Regions from separate parts of the Zea mays genome. Here regions 1, 2, 3 and 5 are each linked to region 4. A link is a contact called in public Hi-C data. All regions are on one chromosome and are shown on one strand. The core of a region is the stretch at or near the end of the contact, and the rest is flanking DNA. Distances in the headings are between cores, read along the strand shown. Region 1 holds the start of LOC100285589. Region 2 holds the start of LOC100194029. Region 3 holds the start of LOC542408 (subtilisin-chymotrypsin inhibitor homolog 1). Region 4 holds the start of LOC103637322 (probable E3 ubiquitin-protein ligase RHC2A). Region 5 holds the start of LOC100279770.

The links. Hi-C and Micro-C count contacts between places; a contact is called where the count stands out from the background.
Region 1: a Hi-C map of bundle sheath shows a contact between it and region 4, with 3 times the contacts expected there. The contact joins the promoter of LOC100285589 here to the promoter of LOC103637322 in region 4. A contact is called at or near these places in 2 of 25 Hi-C or Micro-C datasets (bundle sheath and leaf mesophyll).
Region 2: a Hi-C map of leaf mesophyll shows a contact between it and region 4, with 2.0 times the contacts expected there. The contact joins the promoter of LOC100194029 here to the promoter of LOC103637322 in region 4. A contact is called at or near these places in 3 of 25 Hi-C or Micro-C datasets (bundle sheath, leaf and leaf mesophyll).
Region 3: a Hi-C map of ear shows a contact between it and region 4, with 1.9 times the contacts expected there. The contact joins the promoter of LOC542408 here to the promoter of LOC103637322 in region 4. A contact is called at or near these places in 5 of 25 Hi-C or Micro-C datasets (bundle sheath, ear, endosperm and 2 more).
Region 5: a contact with region 4 is called in a Hi-C map of ear, with 2.6 times the contacts expected there. The contact joins the promoter of LOC100279770 here to the promoter of LOC103637322 in region 4. A contact is called at or near these places in 8 of 25 Hi-C or Micro-C datasets (bundle sheath, ear, endosperm and 3 more) and 1 of 3 datasets of contacts at active chromatin or transcription factors (seedling).

Annotation. Positions count from the first base shown.
Region 1 is chr8:137,641,569-137,644,268 of Zm-B73-REFERENCE-NAM-5.0, forward strand. LOC100285589 reads left to right here and starts at 1,411. Exons shown (of 6, transcript NM_001158480.2): 1 at 1,411-2,003; 2 at 2,540-2,700. The coding sequence starts at 1,937.
Region 2 is chr8:137,663,221-137,665,920 of Zm-B73-REFERENCE-NAM-5.0, forward strand. It overlaps LOC100194029, which reads right to left and starts at 1,251. Exons shown (of 7, transcript NM_001139092.1): 1 at 1,013-1,251; 2 at 594-865; 3 at 422-458; 4 at 143-240; 5 at 1-8. The coding sequence starts at 1,196.
Region 3 is chr8:138,035,484-138,038,183 of Zm-B73-REFERENCE-NAM-5.0, forward strand. It overlaps LOC542408 (subtilisin-chymotrypsin inhibitor homolog 1), which reads left to right and starts at 1,429. Exons shown (of 2, transcript NM_001245885.2): 1 at 1,429-1,616; 2 at 1,725-2,201. The coding sequence starts at 1,765. The coding sequence ends at 1,986.
Region 4 is chr8:137,805,635-137,808,334 of Zm-B73-REFERENCE-NAM-5.0, forward strand. LOC103637322 (probable E3 ubiquitin-protein ligase RHC2A) reads right to left here and starts at 1,320. Exons shown (of 1, transcript XM_020542788.3): 1 at 1-1,320. The coding sequence starts at 1,019.
Region 5 is chr8:137,944,373-137,947,072 of Zm-B73-REFERENCE-NAM-5.0, forward strand. LOC100279770 reads left to right here and starts at 1,437. Exons shown (of 9, transcript NM_001152728.2): 1 at 1,437-2,185. The coding sequence starts at 1,781.

The DNA.
Region 1 (2,700 bases), core at 161-2,660, 160 kb before region 4:
TTCAAGCACTGTGCCATGTTTCATGCCCGGAGAATATACGAGTCTTTTGCTTGGTCTTGATCAAGAAGCCTCAACTGCACGAAAACTACATTTTGATGAACCAGTAAATGATACAACATTTGGGAATAGAGAAGTTTTGTTACCAGTTGAGAATATTCCAGTTACTGTTATTGTTCGCCATATATAAATTAGAAAATTGTGATCTCCTTTATTACCAGTCGATCACAGATCAACAGGCTTCGAGTATGCTCCAGATACAACCAATTCTGGACTTGCCTTTTCTGATTTCTTCCAATGTTTTACTAATGTCAAAAGGAATAAGAGCAGAAGAGTGATCCCCAAACGAAGCCGTCAACAACCAACACACATATGCGTCAACATCCAACGTTGCAGCCAGCGGAGCCGTGCCTGCTCGCTCACACGTCACGGAGCCGAACGCGTGAAAACAGAGCCGAAGAGCCAGCGGCCAAGCGGTGGTGTCCTTCGTTGGGCCCATCATCCAGTTTCCGAGGGGCTGCAGCGTTCGGAGTTTGCAGGCCGGATGCACAACATCCCCCCTGAAATGGCCGGTGTATTGACGACATATGGGATTTTGGCAGAAGCGAAATGGCCCAAAGTACAAAGTAGGCACGGAGTATATGGGCCGACTGTACTAGTAAAACTGAGGCAGCTGGGCCCTGTGCATCCTTCTTGGGCTCGGTGGGCGAGCAGGCAATGGGCCATCACGTTGCAGGGCCTGGACTCTGCGGGTGCGTACGTGTTCCCTGAAGCCGAGACAGTAGTAGTACGTACTAGGAGGAGCGAACCGAAAAGAAAAGGAAGGCAAAAGATCCCTGGATCACGTGTGCACGCGCACACACGCAGCCGGCGACGTGCATACAATTCAACGGAGATCTAACCAACCTGCTAACCTACTACTACTACTATTACTACCTGCAGTGCTCAACTTGTCCTTCTCCAATCAATCACTGCAGCGCATCACAAGTATCAAACCGGCTGCCATTAAAAAAAAAGTACTACTAGCACATTTTGTCCGACCCATCGGTCCGTGTACACACACACACGCTCCCTATATACATTTTGCCAGCTGACTCGCCGCCGCCGCCCGAGGCTTTAAAATTCAAACCAAATTGAATAGTATTATTTTTTTATAAAAAAACGTTTATTAGTCAGCGAGGCCGTGTTGCGTCGCGCCTCTTTGGACTCCGTAGCAGCGGGCAGAGCCGTGCGCCGGCGATTCGATCCACCCATCTAATTATTTTATTTTATTTATTTATTTCGTTCACGTTTCCTACCCACCACGGAAGGCCGTCGCCGCCGTCCGATGCGCAGCGGACGGCCGTGGAGCCCTCACGTAGGGTGACGGCAACGAGAAAAATAAATAAATATATAATACTAGACGGAAGGAAAAGGGGTGGGGAGCCAACCACCACCTCTCCCCCTGCTAGTGCTCAGTCCTCGCCCTCTCGCTTTCCGAGGGAGCCTTTGCCTTTCCCCTCCGCCCGCCAGCCATTAATGGCGGCGGCATCTCCATCCACTCCCCCCTCGCCCCCCTCCCACTGCTGCTACTTCTAGAAGCGCTGGTGGCAGGGCAGGCGGTATCCCGGCCGCTGGCGCTGGCGCGAGAGTTGGTTGGTGGTGGTCTTCAGCCCCCCTCGCTCTTCAGGTTTAGGGTGGAGCGATCCGTGCAGGCCAACGCGGGGTGCGTGACCCAGAAAGGGAAACCGCCGGCTTTTTCTCTTCTGCCGCCCCGCTTTTCCAATCCCTCCTCAACCTCATCCGCCCCCGCCCGCACCCCGCAGGCACCATCACCAAAAAGGTCCCCGCCTTCTTCTTCTTCTTCTTCTTCTCCTCTGCCCCTGCTTGTCGTTTGCTCGTGCTCCCCCACCCCCTTTCTGATTCAGCAAGGGTTCCTTCCGCGGCGCGGCGCGTCGCCATGGGCAACTGCTGGGGCGCCAAGATCAGCTCCGACAGCCCGTCCCGCGGCGCCTCATCCCCGTCAGGTTTGTCTCTTCTCTTTTGGATCGCTTCGTTTAATTGATTCCACCTTCGATCACGTTAGCCGTCCATCACAGGCTTTGTCTTCCACTCTTTTGGATCACGATGATTTCTAGCACCATTTCAGTGCTATGTCTATGATAACCGATACAATATATTTTGCTAGCACGGCTCACTTAATTTACAGGACTTTTTCCCCTCACATGCCATGCCACTCACGGCACTAGCTGGATCGAACGTTCAGATTTTTGTTCAGCTAGGCCTAAATCCAGGGTTGCCCTGTTTTTATTTTTCAATGTTTTTGACTGCCCTCCCTCCTCCCCCGACCCCAACGCACGCCGAAGAAAGGTTTTACGTGTTTTCTTTGTATAAGCCAAGCCAAGGAAGCGAAGAGGAAGCTTCAGTCTTTGGCTTCTAACTTGGCGGCCCATGGGTCATTTCCCTCTTCTTTCTCACTTTATTAACACTGGGCAAACAAAAAGGAATATAAATACCACGATGCGCGGAATTCTCAAAGTTTCTTCCTTTTGATGATCGTCAGGGACGGCGTCCAAGTTGGCGAGCAGGAACGGGGCGGCGGCAGCCCTGAGCGGGTGCAGCAGCCACGCGTCGTCCGCGTCCATGCTGCCGACGCCCCGCAGCGAGGACGAGATCCTGGAGTCGGCCAACGTCAGGGCCTTCAGCTTCAACGAGCTGAGGACC
Region 2 (2,700 bases), core at 1-2,500, 140 kb before region 4:
TTCCACACCTGAAAATTTAGAAGAAAATGACTAGGAAGTTGCTAAACAATGCAGACACGAAGGTGATGTTCTCATGCACACAAAACATGCACAAGGACAGAGAATAGAACAAATTGGAAGAAAAGCTAAATATGCTATGTACCAGTATATTTGCATTTCCTAACTTGTTTAGCGGGTGATTGATGTCTGTTCCTCCCATGGATCCCACCAAAACTATGTGCTTTGCACCGATGCTCTTAGCTGCATAAAAATGCAACGAAAAAGAGCTGAGAAACAGAAATAGAAAGTTACGTTTGCAGAAAAAAGGGCAGTTTCACCCAACAGTCACTTTGAAATGATCAGTAGTTCAACAGATTAGCACAAAAAATAGGTTGCCTATGATGTGTAACAACGTATATGCAAGACGAGGGGTAACATTTACCAGCATCAATTTGATTCTTTTGGCCAATCCAATCCACCTTGAAACAGAGACAAACAACATAGAACATCAATTCCAAACAAATTTGGGAATTGACACATACAGCTACCGTAAGAGCACCACGTATTTTAGATAAATACTGTAAGAGCACTGTATATCGAATAATTTCAGGCACCTGCTCAGGATAACTCCCTTCTTCAAAGTAAAACTCAGGGCGCCCCCCTTTGCTAGGATCAAACCCCGGTTTCATCTTTGGGACCGCGCTGGTGAGGATGATGAGCGCGTCAATGCCCTCGATCGCAGGAGCAATGCTCTCGGGGTCTCTGATGTCGCCGACAAACACGTCGTCACCGCCTCCAATTTTGCCTTTGCTCTCTCCCGTCCTGACTAGGCCACGTCCCACAAACTGTCCTTCCCTCTCCTTCAACTTCTTGTACACAATTTGGCCTGGATTACCACAAATGATGAAAATTGGTTTTTTGCAAACGTTGACATGAATCATGAACAATGTGAACCGCTCTATCAACAGCCAAAAGCCGAGAGCTTTGACTACGGATGAGAAATGCCAAATGAGCGGAACTTCAGGAAACCTACCTGTTCGGCCGCCCGCGCCGGTGACGAGCACAGTGCGCGGCGATCCACCGGCGGCAGCCGCCGCCGTGACGGCCAGCCCGGCCCTCCTGGGTCCCCGCCTCGTTGAGATGACGTGTCTGGGATGCCAGATAGGTGGGCCCGTGAACGGAGACGCCACCCGCACACACGCCGCCGCCGTGGCCATGGTTCTCCGGCGAGTGGGCAGCAGTTAGTCAGTTTACTAGTACCGTCTCCTTATCACTTTCGTGCCCGCTGGTCGCGAAGGATAGCCGCATGTGTCATGGGCCATACCCACTTAGAGTTGTGCTCGTTTTGTCAGGATCAGACGGGAATGTGTTCCGTTGCTGGAAATGGCCCAAAATTTGGTTGTGATTGTGTTTGTTGCTAGGAAGATTTTGAAAAATGGTGGTTGAAAAAAAATAAGGTTTTAAAGTAGTAGGGATCGAAGACTAGAACAGTCCTTATGAAGGAGAGAGTAGTATGAATGGATATTTGTGGTGTCAAAATGACATATTAGAAGAGATGAATAAACTTTTCTACAACTAACTACAACGTCTAATCAAAATCTCTACTATACTTAAAGCACCAGTTTCAACGGTCGTCCCGCGTCATTTTTTTTAAAAAAAAGTCCCTACATTTCTTCCAAATCAACTCAGCGTACCACCGCAGTCTTTAACTGTTTATAAAAAAACTAATCTCGCTTATCTCTACTATACTTAAATCACCAGTTTCAACGGTTGTCCTGCGTCATCTTTTTACAAAAAGTCCCTACATTTCTTCCAAATCAACTCAACGTAAAATGTTAAAAAGCCGTGCCGGAGGTGGGGAATGAATCCACACCCTAATGGAAGAAGAGTGGGAAACACTAGGCAAAGTTGTCTAACCAGTAAAACATCATGCTCAGTTGTTTATAATGTTGAATATAAATTGCACATATGTATATATTAATTTTTGTAAAATTAAAAAAATAATTGTGCCAGGGCCGGGCCAGCACTACGGGTCGAGGCTACGTCCCAAGTACCCGCACGGGGCTCGTGCCGGGTTGGCTCATGCACTGTTAAATGGGTCGTGCCTCGGATCGACTCGCTAGACATGACCCATTTGGCCATCTGTACCTCCGCATGATAATGATGATCCTCGCCTCAGTTATCACCATCCCGTTCGACATTCTACTTCTTTTCTCTCTCCCATCATGCCTCCACCTTCGCGCCACCCCATTCTCAGCAGAGGGCGTAGGAGTAGACGCCTCCTCCCCATATTTGTCTGACACCAGCCCCGACACCAACTCGCGCAGTGGTTATTGCACGTCCACGAGGACGTTTCACATCATGCGCGCACCATCGTTTTCGCCGTCGTCGGATGTCCCTTTCATCTTCCCAGCCTTCGCCATGTTCTTCCTCCCCAACCTGCTGCCTCCGCCCACGGTTGCAGCCGCGAGCCGACCGACGCTCGTCGGTGCGGGTACGGGACGAGTCGGACATTCTCCTGTCCTTTCTCTATGCGTGCCGTCAAGGAGGACATGGTGACACCTGCCATGCTTATGTTATCTTGGCGATGAGGAGTCCAGGTCTGAGATATTAGACAACCAAGGCTCGTAGCATGGCAGCAGTCGGCATATGTTACGGAGTTGGTCGTGGTGTTGTGTCGCTTCGACGGGTCCAGGGCTGGGAAGACACTCGCATTCTATC
Region 3 (2,700 bases), core at 179-2,678, 230 kb after region 4:
TCACCTAAGTGTCCACGAGCGCTACACCGGCAAGGACTCCATTTAGGTCACCAGTTGCACAGGTCTGCCAATTTCTTATACTGGTCATTCGTTGCTTCCTGGCTTGACTCGTCCTCTTTACCTACTCAATATTTTACATGTGCCTGGTACATGTCTGCCTATTACATGTCTGACTCGTTTGCTTATTTGGGCTAGGGGCACCATAATTTTATACCTTTTAACATATTGATCAAGCAGCCATGACCGAAGAAGATGCAATCACAAATAGCCTTTATGAATTAGAGTTCTAAATGGACTATTTGGTTGAAAAAGTTGGAGACTTGCATGGGCTAGAGTTCTTATTTCGGGAACAGGGTGAGTTGTGAAATCTATTGCTTCTCGAAAGACACTAGTAGTACAAGTGCTTTTGGTTCATGACCTCCACCAAAAGGAGGGGGCATGTGTTGAACAACAAATTTGGCACTTGGATAGTCGGATGGTCCGGCCTTGTGGCCCGAACGGTCTATGCCCTGGACGATTCGCAGGAGTAGTTCGGAAGGTACGCGATTAGATTAGTTCAGGCTGGAGTCCTTATCCCATGCGTGGTTATCCTAACAAACTCGGACGGAACTATTGGATCTCGCCTAGGAATGGGTCCAAACCCCCCTATATACATGATAGGTACGACCAAATGAGAATACAAGATCAAATCGAAACCAATTTATTACATTATTTATCTTCATGCCTTAGGAGTAGATGTAGTGTAGCTCTAGTTGTAGTTTCCCAAACTCAACCTTGACCTCTTTAGCTCTACGTCATCTAGAGGTGCTTTAGGTGGCTTGTTGATATCAAAACAACCCTATGATCTCTTCTCCCCGACGGGGTCCTCGAGAGACGATATTTAGGTTCTACACAAAACCCTCTACGGCATCGTGGATGGTCCACCACCTACAAGTGGACGGTCCACGCGCCTGCAGAGAAGAGCATAGTTATTTGCTCCATGGTGACCTACACGCGAACGGTCCAGTGACCTATCACGAACCGTTCAGCACCTTGCAGAGAGGTCTCCAAGGTCTCGACTACTCATGAGCGGAATCTAGTGATTATTGGTGTTTAGCGCAAAAACGGCGCCAACAGTAGGGTTTACGTGCGAAGTAAGATGGAGGGTCATAGAGTTTAAGATATAGAAATTGACAGATTCCTCCTATTGTTGGATAACTCGGCGGATTTTGTTCAGATTGATTTAGACCATTTTCACACACTATCAGATGCCGATCCTAGCTAATGGCCAGAATCTGAGAAACAAACACCCCGAAACGTACAGCGGTGGGCGAGGTGGTTAGGTCACTGTTCACCGAGTTTTGATAAGTTTCTGTCCGCGTCAGCGCCAGCTACGCGCGCTGGAAAATGCTGACTATTTTGGCTGCAAGCATGGGATAACCATGGATTTTTTTTCCTGCAGTGTTGCTATCTGTTCTTTGTTTCGTAGTGGCTGTTTATCCTCGTGTGCCTCGCGTGCGTATATACACACACGTCCTGCCTGCACGCAACGCAGCTCTATAAATACCTCATCACCGGTGCACTCGCTTAATATATATCCAACAACCAGCAGTGCAACAAGCAAGATTTACCTGCCCGTGAGTGTGCCTTTCAATAATATAATGTCTTATTTTATTATTATGTTTTTGCAGTGATAGTAGTCTGTAATAAATCTCTCCTTTCAATATATATAATTCACATGCCAGATCGATCATATCGTCAACTGGTCCGGCAGTTCGCGACACCATGAGCTCCACGGAGTGCGGCGGCGGCGGCGGCGGCGCCAAGACGTCGTGGCCTGAGGTGGTCGGGCTGAGCGTGGAGGACGCCAAGAAGGTGATCCTCAAGGACAAGCCGGACGCCGACATCGTGGTGCTGCCCGTCGGCTCCGTGGTGACCGCGGATTATCGCCCTAACCGTGTCCGCATCTTCGTCGACATCGTCGCCCAGACGCCCCACATCGGCTGATAATATATAAGCTAGCCGCTATTTCCTTTCCTTGCCCCAGAACTTGAAATAAATATATATACGATGAAATAACGCGGGCATGCCGAATAATGGATGTGTGAATTCTCACTAATTAAGTAATGCATAAATAAACGTATTCAAATGTCGCCCCTTCTTGCACAGTGAATATATTGTGTTGACAGCAAAAAAAAAGTATGAGGTTAAATTCGGTACAATTAATTATGGGCCTATTTGGATCGTCACCGGACGAAAGTTTAGCCTAACGTTGACTAATTAAGAAATTCTAATGAGTTCTACTCATCAATTAGCTTCTATTTGTTCTTGTTAATTTATGTTTAGATCTTAGAGTTGGCAACCGAAGTATGCAGTAAAGTTTAGTCCAAACATGCCCCGTACTGAAGATAGGATCTGATTAGAAAATAAAGTGAGAAAACATGCGTCCTTTGTGTTTTCTCTTAATATGTCCTAAAATCTCTAGAATGAAATATATCACAGGGGAGAGGAATTAGGGTATAGATCATCTGCAAGTTTTTTTTTTATCCACCGGAAAGTGAGGTTACCAAAGTGGGGTTACTATTAGGAGGTTGCAGTAAGATTTTATTAAAAATCGAAGGGCAGGAGTTCTATATGATTTCCCCCCTACTAATTACACAGTAGACGCACATGCATAAACATACGCACGCAAACCATATATCATACCAACGTTGTAGCAGT
Region 4 (2,700 bases), core at 70-2,569:
GACGGGGCGTGGCCGCGTCCAAAGCAGGCGAAGACGCTGCGGAGGAAGCGGCGGACGGTGCCCCTGTCCGTGGCCGCGGCCTGCCTGGCGCCCCACGAGATCCGCCTGGGCGCGTGGCCGCTGTTGAAGTTGAACCCGCTTTCCATCTCCGTGTACACCACGGGGAGCTCCCTCTCGTCGGGCCTCGGCCCGCCGGCGAACCTCCCGACCGCGAACCCGCCGCCGGGGAGCCTCCAGATGGTGAGGCCGACCCTGGCGTCCTCGTCCGCGGCGGCGGCGGCGGCAGCGCGCGGGGCGGCGTTGTCGGCGGGCATCTCGTGGCGGCAGACGGGGCAGGAGTTGCGGAGCGCGAGCCAGGGCAGGATGCAGTCGGCATGGTAGATGTGGGCGCAGGGCATCTCCCTGGCCTCGGCGCCCAGCTCGAAGGCCTCCTTGCAGACGGCGCAGTGCGCGTCGGCCGCGACGTGGGCGGCGCCGACGCGGAGCGCGGGCATGGAGTCCACGGCGGCCTTGGACGCCGGCGGCGCGTCGCGGGCGCGCGCCGCCAGACCGCCGCCGGCCTCCATCTGGGCCAGCTGCTCCAGCAGCCGCTCGAAGCCGGAGCCCATGAGGAAGTCCGACATGCTCTCCGGGAGCGGGCGGAGGCCCGACCCCGCCCCGTCGTCGTAGAACAGCTCGAAGCTGCTGCCGGTGGCGGCGGCGGGAGAGGAGGAGCCATCGGCGTCGGCGTCGGCGGGCGGGGAGCGGCGGAGAACGATGACGGGGTTGAAGGGCGAGGCGCGGGAGTCGGCGCCGCGGCGGGCGGCGCGGCGGGGCCGGCGGGCGCGGGGCGGCGGCGCGCCCATCTCCTCGAGGAAGCCCCCGCCGCAGGACGGGCAGGCGGGGGAGGAGGAGGACGGCGAAGTGGGTGAGGAGGAGGAGGAAGCGGCGGCGCGAACGAAGCGGTCGCACATGTAGCACCAGTAGGAGGAGGAGGCCGTTGGCGGCGGCGCCGGGGAGCGGGAGGACGGCATGGCCATGGGAGCGCTCAGATCTGGGCGGCGCGAGAAGAGAACCTTGCTTGCCGACGCTGCTGCGAGTACCTAGGCAAGGAGGAGGAGGGTTGGTGATGGGATGGGAGAGACTGATTCCCCTCTCTTTGGGGTGTGGGTTGAGTGGAGAAATGCGGGGATGGATGATTGATTGCCCCGGTGGTGGTGGTGGTGCTGGACGAAAGCAGACGTCTTTAACCGGCGGACCGACCGGGTGTGGTGTGGGGGACGAAAAAGGAAGCAAGCAAGCGCCTACTCACACGCACGCAAGTGGCGTGGTCGTGGAAGTTGCCTGCTCTGCCGTGTTGGGATTCATTGGACAGTCTGTCTGTTCACATCGTTTGGATAGTAGAATAGAAACGGAATCATCAATCTTTTTTTAAAAAAAAAAACAAAATTGGTTGTACTGCCGCTAAAACTGATGAAAGAACGAATGAATGAAAACGCGTTACTTACGTTCAAACCAGACGCCGCGTTGAGCTTGAGCCCGCTGAATTCCACGGCGGCGGATGCGAAGCAGCTTCCCTCCCTCTGGCGAGCCATGGCGACGGTGACATGCACGTACTACTTCCTCCCTCAAAAAAAAAGTCGTTTGACTTTTTTATACCAAGCTTGACCGTCTTATTTTATTCAAAATATTTGTGAAAAACATAGAAAAAACAGTTGATAGTTAAAGTAAATTTGTACGATAAGCTGATCAGAATAAAAATAAATAATAATTATAGATATTTTAATAAAACGAGTCTATCAAATTTAGTCTTAAAAAGTCAAAACGACACGGAGGTAGTACTGTTACTTTGCTGACAGGGATGCCACGCATGCTGACCAGCAACCAGTCTTCCTCTCTATCTTTTTTTTATAGATATATGTGTATAATAATACATGTTTTCATCCAGCTTCTTTTTTTTTGGCGGGACCCTGGCCGTGGCCGATAGCTGGCAACGGGATCGAGGGCCCAAAGCAAAACGAGCCCTGCACGTTACAAATAAACCTGGGCCGTACCCGGTGAGGGCCCAGTTCAGTCGTAGCGTGGTGGTCTGGCGTTGTTTATTTCTTGATTTAGTTAACTACTATTAATCTCTACTACTAATATAATATTATGTCTCTACTATATTAAATCATCAGGTTCAACGGTCATCTTTTTACAAATAATCTCTCATACCTATTTTAAATTAACGAGCCCACTAGGCCCGACACCCGCAGGTCATTTGGTGCGGTGCAGGAGTTGGAGGTCGAACACACGCCTTGATGGAAGAAGAGCGGGAGACACTAGATTAAGCTGTCTAACCAATAAAACATCATACTCAAGTGTTTTAATATTGAATATAAATTGTACATATGTATATATGATTTTTTGTAAAATAAAAAATATAATCTTGTTAGGTCAGATCAGCACTACGGCCGAGGCTACGGCCTAAGCACAACACGGTGCTCGTGTCGAGCTGACCCAAGCTCTATTAAATGGGTCGTGCCTCGGACCGGCCTACCAGACACGGCTCATTTAGCCACCTATACCTTCACACGATAATGATGGTACTCGCCTCAATTGTCGCCAACTCATTCGTCATCCTGCTTCTTTTCTCTCTCCCCTCATGTCTCCACCTCTGCGCCACCCCATTCTCGGCAGAGGGTGTGGGAGCAAGCGTCTCCTCCCCGTATTCGCCAGACA
Region 5 (2,700 bases), core at 187-2,686, 140 kb after region 4:
GAGTAGTGTTTTTGTATATTAGCGTATTTTATCAGATTGAAACCGTAGCAACACATAGGCACATAACTAGCTATGTTCAACACATTCTGCCTCATTTCTCTAAATGTTGCCAGCTGCTCTCCAATAACATTACATGGTTGCCTCATAGTCTATGTAAGGAAACCTAAAACTTGAATGTGCACAACTTCAGTTGTTGTGCCTGTTTTTAGAGGATTCATCTTTAGATGAGTTGAATATTGTCATAATACTTATCCATATGTATGTAATGTAGAAATCATGCTACACCATATTTCCCCACAACATAAAAGATAAAAGGGCCATATTTGTGAGCTAAAATAATTTTGATAGTCACAACTCACCATCCCCTTTTGATAGGCTTAAGATCTCCTTTTTTATAATTTTTCACTCTGCAATGCAAATTTGTTCTATGGAGACCATGGTACATCATCATATCTTGTATTATCAACTTAGAATTTGCCTATTTCGATTAATAGATTAGCCAAATTTTGGTTGTTCGAAATGACAAACTTCAACATTTGTTGTGACTATTGAGTTGATTCTTGATAGTACTAAACAATAACTTATGAGTGCACAAGTATCCTCCGTTGCAACGCAGAGGTACATACCTAGTAAGAGACTTGAGAGCCCTTCTTTTCTCTATCACCGCTTGTAACCCACTTATAATCCCTATTATGAGCATTGAGCAACAAAGGTGTTGATAGTGCGAGCCGCCGAAGACTGGATGTAGAGATGTTCTGTCCGAACCAGTATAAATCTTGCGTCCACCAAACACACCTTCCAGAGCTCAGGACACACACATAGAAATTTACTTGTCGGAGCGGAGGTTCGAACAACAACATCTAAAAATATCCTTATCAAACAAGTAAAAAAGATACATATTACAATATTAACATAAAAGTTTCTTCTAACATGTTTAAACACGAATGAGTAATGGATACACCATAATTTTTATTTTTTTCGACACTTCGCTACTGAATCATTGGACTATATATTGATAGTCTGACTACTATACACATGTACCTAGAATGGGGCCTATGAATTTGGGGCCTGAGGCGACTGACCCTTTGCCCCACCCTTAGGCACACACTGTGTGAAAGAGCTACACTACGTGTGGCTTCATATCATATTGAACTTATGTATTTTTTCACCATCTATGGTGCGATAGGCTAGTGGTAGACGAGTAGCAAGAGGAATAGATGTACGCACTTTGCACGTGACACGGAGTATGATAGTAACAAAGATGAGTGACTGTGTAATGTGACTGTGTGTGTGAGAACAAAACCCTAGAAGAGGACCCAAAGCCCTCGGGCAAATCTGGGCCGTCTACCCCCAAAATCCAACGGCGCACCTCGCTCCGCCCGTTGTACTTAATCGAGCCGCAACCGGCCTCTGACTGATTTCCTCTCCGGTCTATTCTCTACTCTTCTTCCCCAGTCCTCCCTACTCAGTACTTACCTCAGCACGCCACTGCTCGAAGGCGGAGCGCCTCCAAAATCCATCCCAATCCCAAATCCTCTGAATTCGGACGCCGCTCGCCCCACGCAGATGGATGCCCGCCCCTCGATTCGCCCGCGCTGAGCATCCGAACCCGGTTCCCGCCGCCTCGGCTCATTCCGGCGCTGAAAGATTCAGCTCCGCGCTTCCGGCCGCCGGAGCTCGGTAATGGCGGGGTTCTAGCGCGGCGGACTTAAAGATCTAGCCTCCTCTTTTCCTTTCCATTTTCTCTCTTTCGCTGCTACCCCCTCACACCCCCACGGCGATGGTCACGGAGATGGCGGCGCGCGGCGGCGAGGCGGCGGCGTTTGGCGCGGAGACCGACCGCGGCGACTTCGAGGTGTTTCGCAGTGGCTCCGCGCCGCCCACTGTCGAGGGAGCCCTGGGCGCCGCCGGGGCCGACGGCGGCCTTCTCGTGGACGACGACCTCCGCGCCGACCCGGCGTACCAGAGCTACTACTACTCCAGTGCGCACCTCAACCCGCGCCTCCCACCGCCGCTCCTGTCCAAGGAGGACTGGCGGTCCTCGCACCACCGCCTCCGCTCCGCGGGCTTCGGCGGGATCGGGGACGGCAGGAGGCAGCAGCAGCAGGCGTCGGCTGCCGAGGGGACTGTCGGCCTGCCCGGGATCGATCTTGGTCGCCAGAGGAGCTTCTCCACCATCTTTCAGGTGGAAAGATCGAATCTTTTCTCCCACTTACTTCTTAGGTTTACCTTCATTCTGTGCTACTAATATACATAATATACGTGCTTCGAGAAAGCCTTTGACCTTCTAGTCGTTCCTGTTTTTGACTGATGAGTGATAGGCCTGAGTTCACTCCACTTATAGTGGAGTATCTATATATCAAGCGTCCAAGTATCTTAGATTTTCTATATTTGACATATATTAGGTGTCTAGTCGTTGTGCTTTCTCTACAGTGTGAATGCGTGATTGCACGTGAGACCTGTGGTTTCTGGTGATGTCTTTGTCTTGCAGTTATATGTGATCTATGGATTTTGTTCGAGTGGTGCTTCTTCATTGATAGCGAAATTTATTTACGCGAAGATAAGTGACGCAAGGAACGAAAAAACGCCTTCTTTCCATATTTGGCTTTGGAGGCCTAAGTTGTATTTTCAGCTGACTATCTTGATTGTGACGTTATACCGTTACTAGTGACGTTATGATGAATGCTTCCGCAGCAGTTC